Linked DNA regions of Capra hircus: region 1 is linked to region 2. The links are chromatin contacts, called in public Hi-C maps. All regions are on one chromosome and are shown on one strand. The core of a region is the stretch at or near the end of the contact, and the rest is flanking DNA. Distances in the headings are between cores, read along the strand shown. Region 1 has its middle 40 kb from the start of FAM136A. Region 2 has its middle 80 kb from the start of TGFA.

Region 1 (4,241 bases), core at 823-3,322, 320 kb after region 2:
TAACAGTACTGAGCGACTGAACTGAACTGACTGAGATAAAGTGTTGAGTTACAGCAACATGGACAAGCTTAAGGGAAAGCAACAATCCTGCATTGTATCCTGTGAAGCAATTGTGGGGCCCTCTTACTATCTCTAGTTCTGGAGAAGAATGGGGGAATGGTCACTGTAACCCAAAGAGACCCACAGATACGAAAAAGAACTGTCCAAGAGCATGGCCTTCAATAGAGAGAGGCAGCCACTGCCAGCCTATGGCCCAGACAGTCCCATTAAGCATTTAGCTCTCTACTCCTAAAGTACAGGCCCATTGACTGAGGTGAGCAAAGCAGAAATCACTAAGTAGTCCTCTGCTTCTTGTCCCTATCCTTTGGCCCTAGGGTTGGTTGGGTATTCCTTACAGGCAGGGACATCTGCAGGCTGGTATTTTTCGGTTCCCAGAGCTCTTTCAGCTGCTTGTCCTGAGGAAGACAAGGAAGAGCTGAGCTGGGTCTAAGCTTGGTGCTCTTGGATCAGATAAGAGAGGCCACCAAAATCTACCCCCACCACAGACACCCATACACATACACACCCCCCACATGTAAATATATAGTAAAAGCTACAGAATACTCCCAGTTGTTGGTTATTTTATTAAAAAGGATGCTCTTAGCAGGTAAACTGGTCTTCAGACACAGAAGACTTTGAAGTTCCTGAAAGCAACCTGAGGAGGAGAGAAGAGGAAGAAAAAATGAAGAAAATCAAGGAAAGAGAACACTAGAAAATGACTTAAGACTACGGTTTGTTCTCTGAGCTCCAGGACTGACCTGGAACCAGCACACCCCTCTTTTCCTCATGGCCATACTCCTTTCAAGCTTAGATGAAGCAAGAAACTCACCAAGGAAGAGGTTGCTGCTGCTGCTGCTAAGTCGCTTCAGTCGTGTCCGACTCTGTGCGACCCTATAGACGGCAGCCCACCAGGCTCCCCCATCCCTGGGATTCTCCAGACAAGAACACCAGAGTGGGCTGCCATTTCCTTCCCCAATGCATGAAAGTGAAAAGTGAAAGTGAAGTCGCTTAGTCGTGTCTGACTAAGGAAGAGGTTAGAGCCTGCAAATAGGGATACTTCCTATTTCACACACTGTTGGAAAAGGATAAAGCAATTTCATTGAAAACACTTTATACAGAATAGGTCCTAAATATGTGTGAGCTGAAACTAAACAGATTTTCATTCCTCCCCAACAGGCTGATGAATTCTTCTCAAGCCATTTACCCCTTCTCACTTCTCACTCTGGAAGCAGAGGCAACTTGAACTAGCTCAGCTCATCACCCCTTCTCCCTAAACCTCAACCTCTTCTTTGTTTCAAGTTCCTTAAAAATTGGCCACCTTCCAAGCCTCATGGCTTGGTCTGAGCATTAGACTCCACTCCTCTCTGGACCAGGATGTATCATTTACTCCTCTTTAGTCTGGTTTCCCTTCCCCTGTTTCCTTTCCTTCCCTTCCACGTGTTTAGTTGTGGCCAAGATTTTTAAAAAACAGTTCTTGGACCTGTCCACCTCTCCAGTTTCCACCCTTTTACTCCTTCCTCCCATCACTACTAAACTCCTGTAATACTCTGCCCAGCTGGCTTCCCCAAAACGTCATAAAAGTCACTAACAACCTCCATGTTGCCAAATCTGATGGTGTCTTCAGTCTCGATTTTGCTGCCATACTTGACCCTCAGGCCCACTCCCTCTTCCTGAAAACTCTATCCCAGCCCCTGCCACCATTCTCACCAGGTTTTCCTCCTGTATCAGGCTATAGATCACCTTTAGTCTCTTCTCACTGTATACACACTTCCTGGACAGGCTCATTTACTAACTTACCTTCCATATTCTCCCAAATAACCACCATCCCAGTCTCTGAGCACTGCAGGCATGGAGCCAGGCACAGTTTATTGGGAATTGCAGGTTCCATGGAGGCGCTACGGGTGGCACTCTCCTTTCCCAAAGCTTGGGAAAACTTGCTTCTGCCTGGTGACCCACAGGCACTTTATGCCTAGCTGTCGCAGCAGATCCCTGTACAAGGCCTTCTGCTAGGCAAAGGGGTGGGGAATGGGGAGCGCACACAGGCATAAAGCCCTAAAGTTGTCACCAGCCCTCCTCGTCCTACGATAGCCACATGACCACACACACGCATACACACATCCCTGCCAGCATGCTCTATGCAACAGAAAGAATGACCAGTTCAGAAAGGATGAGCTGCTCCACCTTAGCCAACACCCAAATTCCTTTTTCTCTCTTTCCATCACCCCACCCATCTCTCCGCCCTATTTCTCATAGTGAAATGGAGCCAATGTCATATCATAAGAGTGCCCTCTAGAGGACGATTGTCCAAACTGCAATGGTACCCTCTAGGAGGGTGTGGGAGATTGCATTTTCCACAGACGGCAGTGTCTCCCATCTCAACTACTCTGCCTACAATATGGCACTCCACCCAACACCAAAACTCCATCTTGATGGATTTAGGGACTTCACTGGTGGTCCAGTAGTTAAGAATCTGCTTTCCAATTCAAGAGATGCAAGTTCTATCCCTGGTCGGGGAACTAAAACCGCACATGTGGCGTGGTAACTAAGCACACTGCAATTACTGAGCCCTTGCACTGCAATGAAGACTCAGTGCATAAATAAATATTTTTTTAAAAGAGGTGGTTTTTATATTATATTTTCTTCTATTGGAGAAGAATATCAATATATTCTATTGCGATTATGGAGGAAGTCATGCTAGATGCAAAGCTAGGCTACCGTTTTTCTTGTTTTCAGCTTTAGAGCCCTTAGCCACATGTAACCAATTCAAGTACCCTCAAGCTGCCATGCTGTGAGGAAGCACAAACTAGCCCATGTAGAGAGACCACATGGAAAGACAGCCCCTCCTTTCATTGTTGTTCAGTTGCTAAGTTGTGTTTGAATCTGTGACTCCATCGACTGCAGCACGCTAGGCTTCCCTGTCCTTCACCATCTCCTTGAGTTTACTCAAACTCATGTCCATTGAGTCAATGATGCCATCCAACCATCTCATCCTCTGTTGGCCCCTTTTCCTCCTGCCTTCAGTCCTTCCCAGCATCAGGGTCTTTTCTAATGAGTTGGCTCTTCACATCAGGTGGACAAAGTACTGGAGCTTTAACTTCAGCATCAGTCCTTCCAATGAATATTCAGGACTGATTTCCTTTAGGATAGAGTGGTTGGATCTCCTTGCTGTCCAAGGGACTCTGAAGAGTCTTCTCCAGCACCACAGTTCGAAAGCATCAATTCTTCGATACTCAGCCTTCTTCAGGTCCAGCTTTCACATCCGTACATACTATTGGAAAAACCATAGCTTTAACTAGATGGACCTTTGTTGGCAAAGTACTGTCTCTGCTTTACAATACATTGTCTAGGTTTGCCATAGCTTTTCTTCCAAGAAGAAAGTGTCTTTTCATTTCATGGTTGCAGTCACTGTCCACAGTGATTTGGGAGCCCAAGAAAAATTGTCTGTCACTGTTTGCATTGTTTCTCCATCTATTTGCCATGAAGTGATGGGACTGGATACCATGATCTTTTTTTTTTTTTTTTTCACTCTCCTCTTTCACCTTCATCAAGAGGCTCTTTAGTTCCTCTTCGTTTTATGCCATTAGGGTAGTGTTATTTGCATATCTGAGGATAGCAAAGGATCCAGCCAGGATGCAAACTAAATGTTCTGGAGCCAGGTCACATCTCCTTGACCTGGAGGCAATATTTCTATGCCTTAATCCTCTAGGCCAGGTACCCCCAAAATTGTCCATCCCCTGCACTGAATAAGTGCAGATTTGGATTGATAAGCAGCAAAGGGTTCCCTGGCGCTCACTTCTGGATGACCAGGTCTTACAAGTTTGATAGGGGTACCCAGCCTGCTCCAGTGACTTGGAACCAACCTTAAAGCCCACTGAAACTATTCAAACTGACCAGTTCTAAAATGCTCACCCTGCCTTGCCTTGCTGTTTTCGTGGAAGCCCCGAGAAAACCCATCCCTCACTCCTGCCTCCTCACAGTCCTGGTGTCTCTCTCCCTGTGGCCCTGCACAACACCCTGTGTCTCTAGGACTCATGAGTGCAATCAACTTTGCTTTCCTGAGCCCCTCCTCTGTCTCCTCTCATGCCTGCACCTGACTAAAACCTTCTTATAAAAGAATATCTGCGTGTGTTTCTCTAGTCCTGTCTGAGTGTGTGTGTTTCAGAGTACGTTTCTGTTTGTGTCTGTGTGCTTGTGTCTGTCTC
Region 2 (4,186 bases), core at 779-3,278:
ATTATAATTTTCTCTTTGTTCTTTGAATATTATGTGCCTTTCTTCTCCCTCTGGGCCTCCCCTTCACCCAGCCCCAACTCCACAGATTGCCTTTAAGCTTCTCTCTGTAACACTGGTTTTCACCTCATAGTCAGTTAAATTAAGAGGTGTCTAGGTGATACTGGTTTTGTTTCGTATTTATCCTTCTTGGTTCTCCGGGTGTTTTGGATCTGTGGTTTGATGTACTTCATTTCTTTATGCAGTGATTTCCCAGTATCTCTTCTTCTCTATCTAAATGTTTCTTCTGCACTACTCGCTGACTCTTATCCTCTTGTTCAGGAGAGCAATGTGGGGACCTGTCCACACATAGCCATTGGTGGTACTCGGTGTGCCTGCAGCACGGAGAGGGGCTCTGTACCATCTCCTGCCTGTCTTCCATCTCTCTGAGGAGTACCCACTGGAGGCCTATGGGGAAAGTTCGTGAGTGAGAGCAAACTCTCCCTACGTCTGCAGCACCCAGCTGTTTTGAACAGACACTGTCACCCACGCTAAGCTGCTAGTTAAAACTTAGGCTCACTTCTTCTTCCCCACTGGTACCTGCTGGCCACCTCCTCCCATGGCCTACCGTTAGGTAACACAGTTAGTGAGAGCCATCTCTCCTCAAAAGGCCTTTTATTCCCCCTTGCAGTTCCTGTAGTTTGCTTCCTTGTGACCTCAGATTTCTGATGGTTTAGAAAAAAATTGTGATCGTGCAGCAGATTAGGGTGGGTGACATTTGTAATTTTCTGCACCGTAAGTGGAAGTGGCCTCTCTCCTGAGTGCCCCTTAAACTCCTGGCAGCACCCTCTTCACCACTGCTGAGCAGTCTGGCTTTGTCTGGCTGGTGGAATCATTCTCTCACTTTCCTGGATGACTGTTTCAAACTTCTCCCCTTCTCCTCCAGCAAACTCACTCTCCATTGATGAATTTGCTTCCCATTTCAGTGATAAAATCAAAAGAACCTCTCCACCAAATTTCACTGTAATACTTACTTACCTACCTGTTTGCAGTCCGCCCTCCCTCTAGTGTGAAAAGAGTGTGAAAATTCATGACCCCAGCAGACCCATACCCCTAATTATCCATCAGATCCCACCCTCTCTCATCTACTCAAGGGAATCACTCCAGTATTTCCCCCACCCCCACTCCTTTATCATCAACTTACCCTCTCTGCCTCAAATAGCAACCTCTGCTTCCTTCTAAACTTTTCCAGGTATGCTATATAACAGAGGCCTGTATTTGTGTAGTAATTTTACTTTCTTATAATGAGTATGCTGGACTTTATTGCCATTTATAAAAATGGAAGTGGGCCTAATAAGCTTCTTTTCATGTATGCTAAGTCACTTCAGTCGTTGCCGACTCTTTTGCAACCCCATGGACTGTAGCCTGCCAGGCTCCTCTATCCATGGGATTTCTCAGGCAAGAATACTGGAGTGGGTTTCCTTCTCCAGGGGATCTTCCTGACCCAGGGATGAAACCCACATCTCTTACGTCTCCTGCGTTGGCAGGAGGGTTCTTTACCACTACTGCCACCTGGGAAGCCCAAGCTTCCTTTAAACTTTACTAATTCTCTCAAAATGGGACGACAGAGGATGAGATGGCTGGATGGCATCACCGACTCGATGGACGTGAGTTTGGGTGAACTCCGGGAGTTAGTGATGGACAGGGAGGCCTGGTGTGCTGCAATTCATGGGGTCGCAAAGAGTCGGACATGACTGAGCGACTGAACTGAACTGAATTCTCTCAAATTCTATTTCTGTAGGCTCTTACATGTTGGCCTAGAGAATCCCATGGACAGAGGAGCCTGGCAGACTACAGTCCATAGGGTCGCAAAGAGTCAGACATGACTAAAGCAACTTACATGGCACACTTTCATGTTTGCAGACAAATCATGGGAAGTACTCCTTACTGCCAGCAGAGGGCACTCTCATTGTGCCTACACTCTTCACAGGAAGTGTGTTCCTGAGTCCAGGTGAGTTTCAGTGCGGGAAACATTTGCTGGGGTTTCTGGTTATAATATTTCCCCAACAGGCACCTGTTTAACTGGCTTTTCCTGGCATGCACACATCTTCGCATATTTCTCTGTTGGTTGAGTTTGGCTTGAAGGGGAGGTTTCAGTAAATCATTGCTTCACACCATTAAGTTCAGATTTCCTTAGCTTGGAAACCAACCTAAGCAGAGAGATAAAAATAAACATGATCTTGAGTAACTCTTCCTGGACTTCACTGTTATACTAATAGGGTGTTAATTAGTAAAGAGCACTTAACTTTTTTACTGCCAAAATAAACAAGCCGGCTTTTTTTTTGGCTGTGGGCCCTACAACTGCATCTCAAGGTGATTTGCAAACATTAATTAAATACTTCAGTGCACACCCAAGTAGGAGGTATCATCAAGCCCTTCTCCAAGATGTGGAAAACAGATGCCCTAAGTCGCTCTATGACTTATTGAAGGTTAGCATCAAGCTGGGACTGGATTTAGAATTCTGCAAACACTTTCAAGACTCCGTACCCATTTCCCCAGACTTCAGCAAGTCATCACCTTTCAGCAGACATGGATACCTCTTCCTTCACCAGCAGCTACAGCATCAAAACCTACCAGGATGGTTCTGTGTCTTGTGCCTGCTTGTCCCATTGATACCTTTAAACTGTCAGCTCCCCGTCTCCTAATACTAGTTTGAGAAAATGTGATCTTCAAGATCTTCACTGATGCACAGGCTTAGCCTGATCATTTAGAGTAACTATGACACTGTAAGTATAATCCCCACCATCATTTAATGTCCTCTCCGAAGAGAGAGGCTTTGTGTTTCCATCATGGGCGGACCCAGGCTCTGGCCCATGGAACTTGGTAGGCTCAAGTGTGGGAAATACTCAGGCTCTGTGAGGAGTAAAGGGCTCATTTTCTTAGTTTTCCATTTTCAAAAACGGAATAGCACAGGTGGCCTTAGCAAGGAGCACCCCCCATCCTACCCCTGCCCCTCCCTGCCAGACATTCCAGGACCCTGTGCCCAAGGCAAACCATTTATGTTCTGCCCAGCCTGGGGGCTGTGGCTTACATGCACACTGGGCCAGTTTCACAGACAAGGAGGTGAACCATCTCCCCGGCCCAGAGGCCAGTCTGCTGTTGGGAGTGAGCGCTGCCGAGTATCGGGTTCAGCACTTCAGGTCTGTCTACCCTGAGACACACACTGTAATTGCAAACCCGGAGCACCTGCAAAACACCCTGGGCTTTACTGTCTGCTTCCAGGTGTGACGTCAGGCTGACCTGTCCAGATGGACCCGGCGTCTGAGAGCAAGGTTAATGAGTCCATTCCTCTGAGTTAGTAGAATATTCTCAAAGGGGGTTCATTCCAGATGAGCGGGGCTTCCCAGGCAGTGCTAGTGGTAAAGCACCCGCCTGCCAAAGCGGGAGACGTAAGAGAAACAGTTTCGATCCCTGGGTTGGGAAGATTCCCTGGAGGAGGGCGTGGCAACCCACTCCAGTATTCTTGCCTGGAGAAGCCTGTGGACAGAGGAGCCTGGTGGGCTACAGTCCATAGAGTCCCACAGAGTTGGACATGACTGAAGCGACTTAGCATGCATGCATACTCCAGACGAGTAGCTTGAACTCAGGATGTAGCAAGCCATGTACAGCTCACACCTGGCTCCTCCCCCAAGAAAGAACTCTGTGAGGATCCCTCCAACTTTAATTAATGAACTAAGGGGAATTCTGACCCCCACTGGATACTCAGCAAGGGCTGCCAAACTGGGATACGAGATGTCACCTGAAGCTGTTGGCTTCCTTTCACCTGTTTCATTGCTTTCCTTACTCTCCTAAGGCAGAGCAGAACCCCATATTAATGAACTCGTCACAAGCTGAGTCACCAGACTTCGGTTAATACAGGATTAGAGCCTTTAGCTGAAGCAGCTGGTATCTGCAAATATGTTAAGGGTTTCCAGAGCCTTTGGCAATATCTCCTATAGGTTTCCTGAATCACCAGCAGAATATGGAGATAGCTTAAAGATTCTCAGGGCTTCTGTAACATCTGGATGCCCAAATCTTGCCAGAGTTGTGAGGTGGTTGGCACACACTGTGCATGTCTCCATGGACAGGACTGAAGCTGACTGAAATGACTGAGGGGATTCACTTGTGAAGATCATGAAACTCCAGCTTAATGGCCAGACAGCTTCCTTCT

What was found. A called contact is a pair of places that touch in the nucleus more often than the background predicts.
Region 1: a contact with region 2 is called in a Hi-C map of blood, with 4 times the contacts expected there. The contact joins two enhancer-like sites. A contact is called at or near these places in 2 of 5 Hi-C or Micro-C datasets (blood and liver).

The regions. Positions count from the first base shown.
Region 1 is chr11:13,973,754-13,977,994 of ARS1.2, forward strand. It overlaps the pseudogene LOC102189407. Among named protein-coding and RNA genes, the nearest start is that of FAM136A, 40 kb to the right of the region's middle. Within about 2 kb of position 2,073, at least 1 of the 5 cell types and tissues checked has an H3K27ac peak or open chromatin away from gene starts, as enhancers often do.
Region 2 is chr11:13,655,028-13,659,213 of ARS1.2, forward strand. No RefSeq gene overlaps it. Among named protein-coding and RNA genes, the nearest start is that of TGFA, 80 kb to the right of the region's middle. Within about 2 kb of position 2,029, at least 2 of the 5 cell types and tissues checked have an H3K27ac peak or open chromatin away from gene starts, as enhancers often do.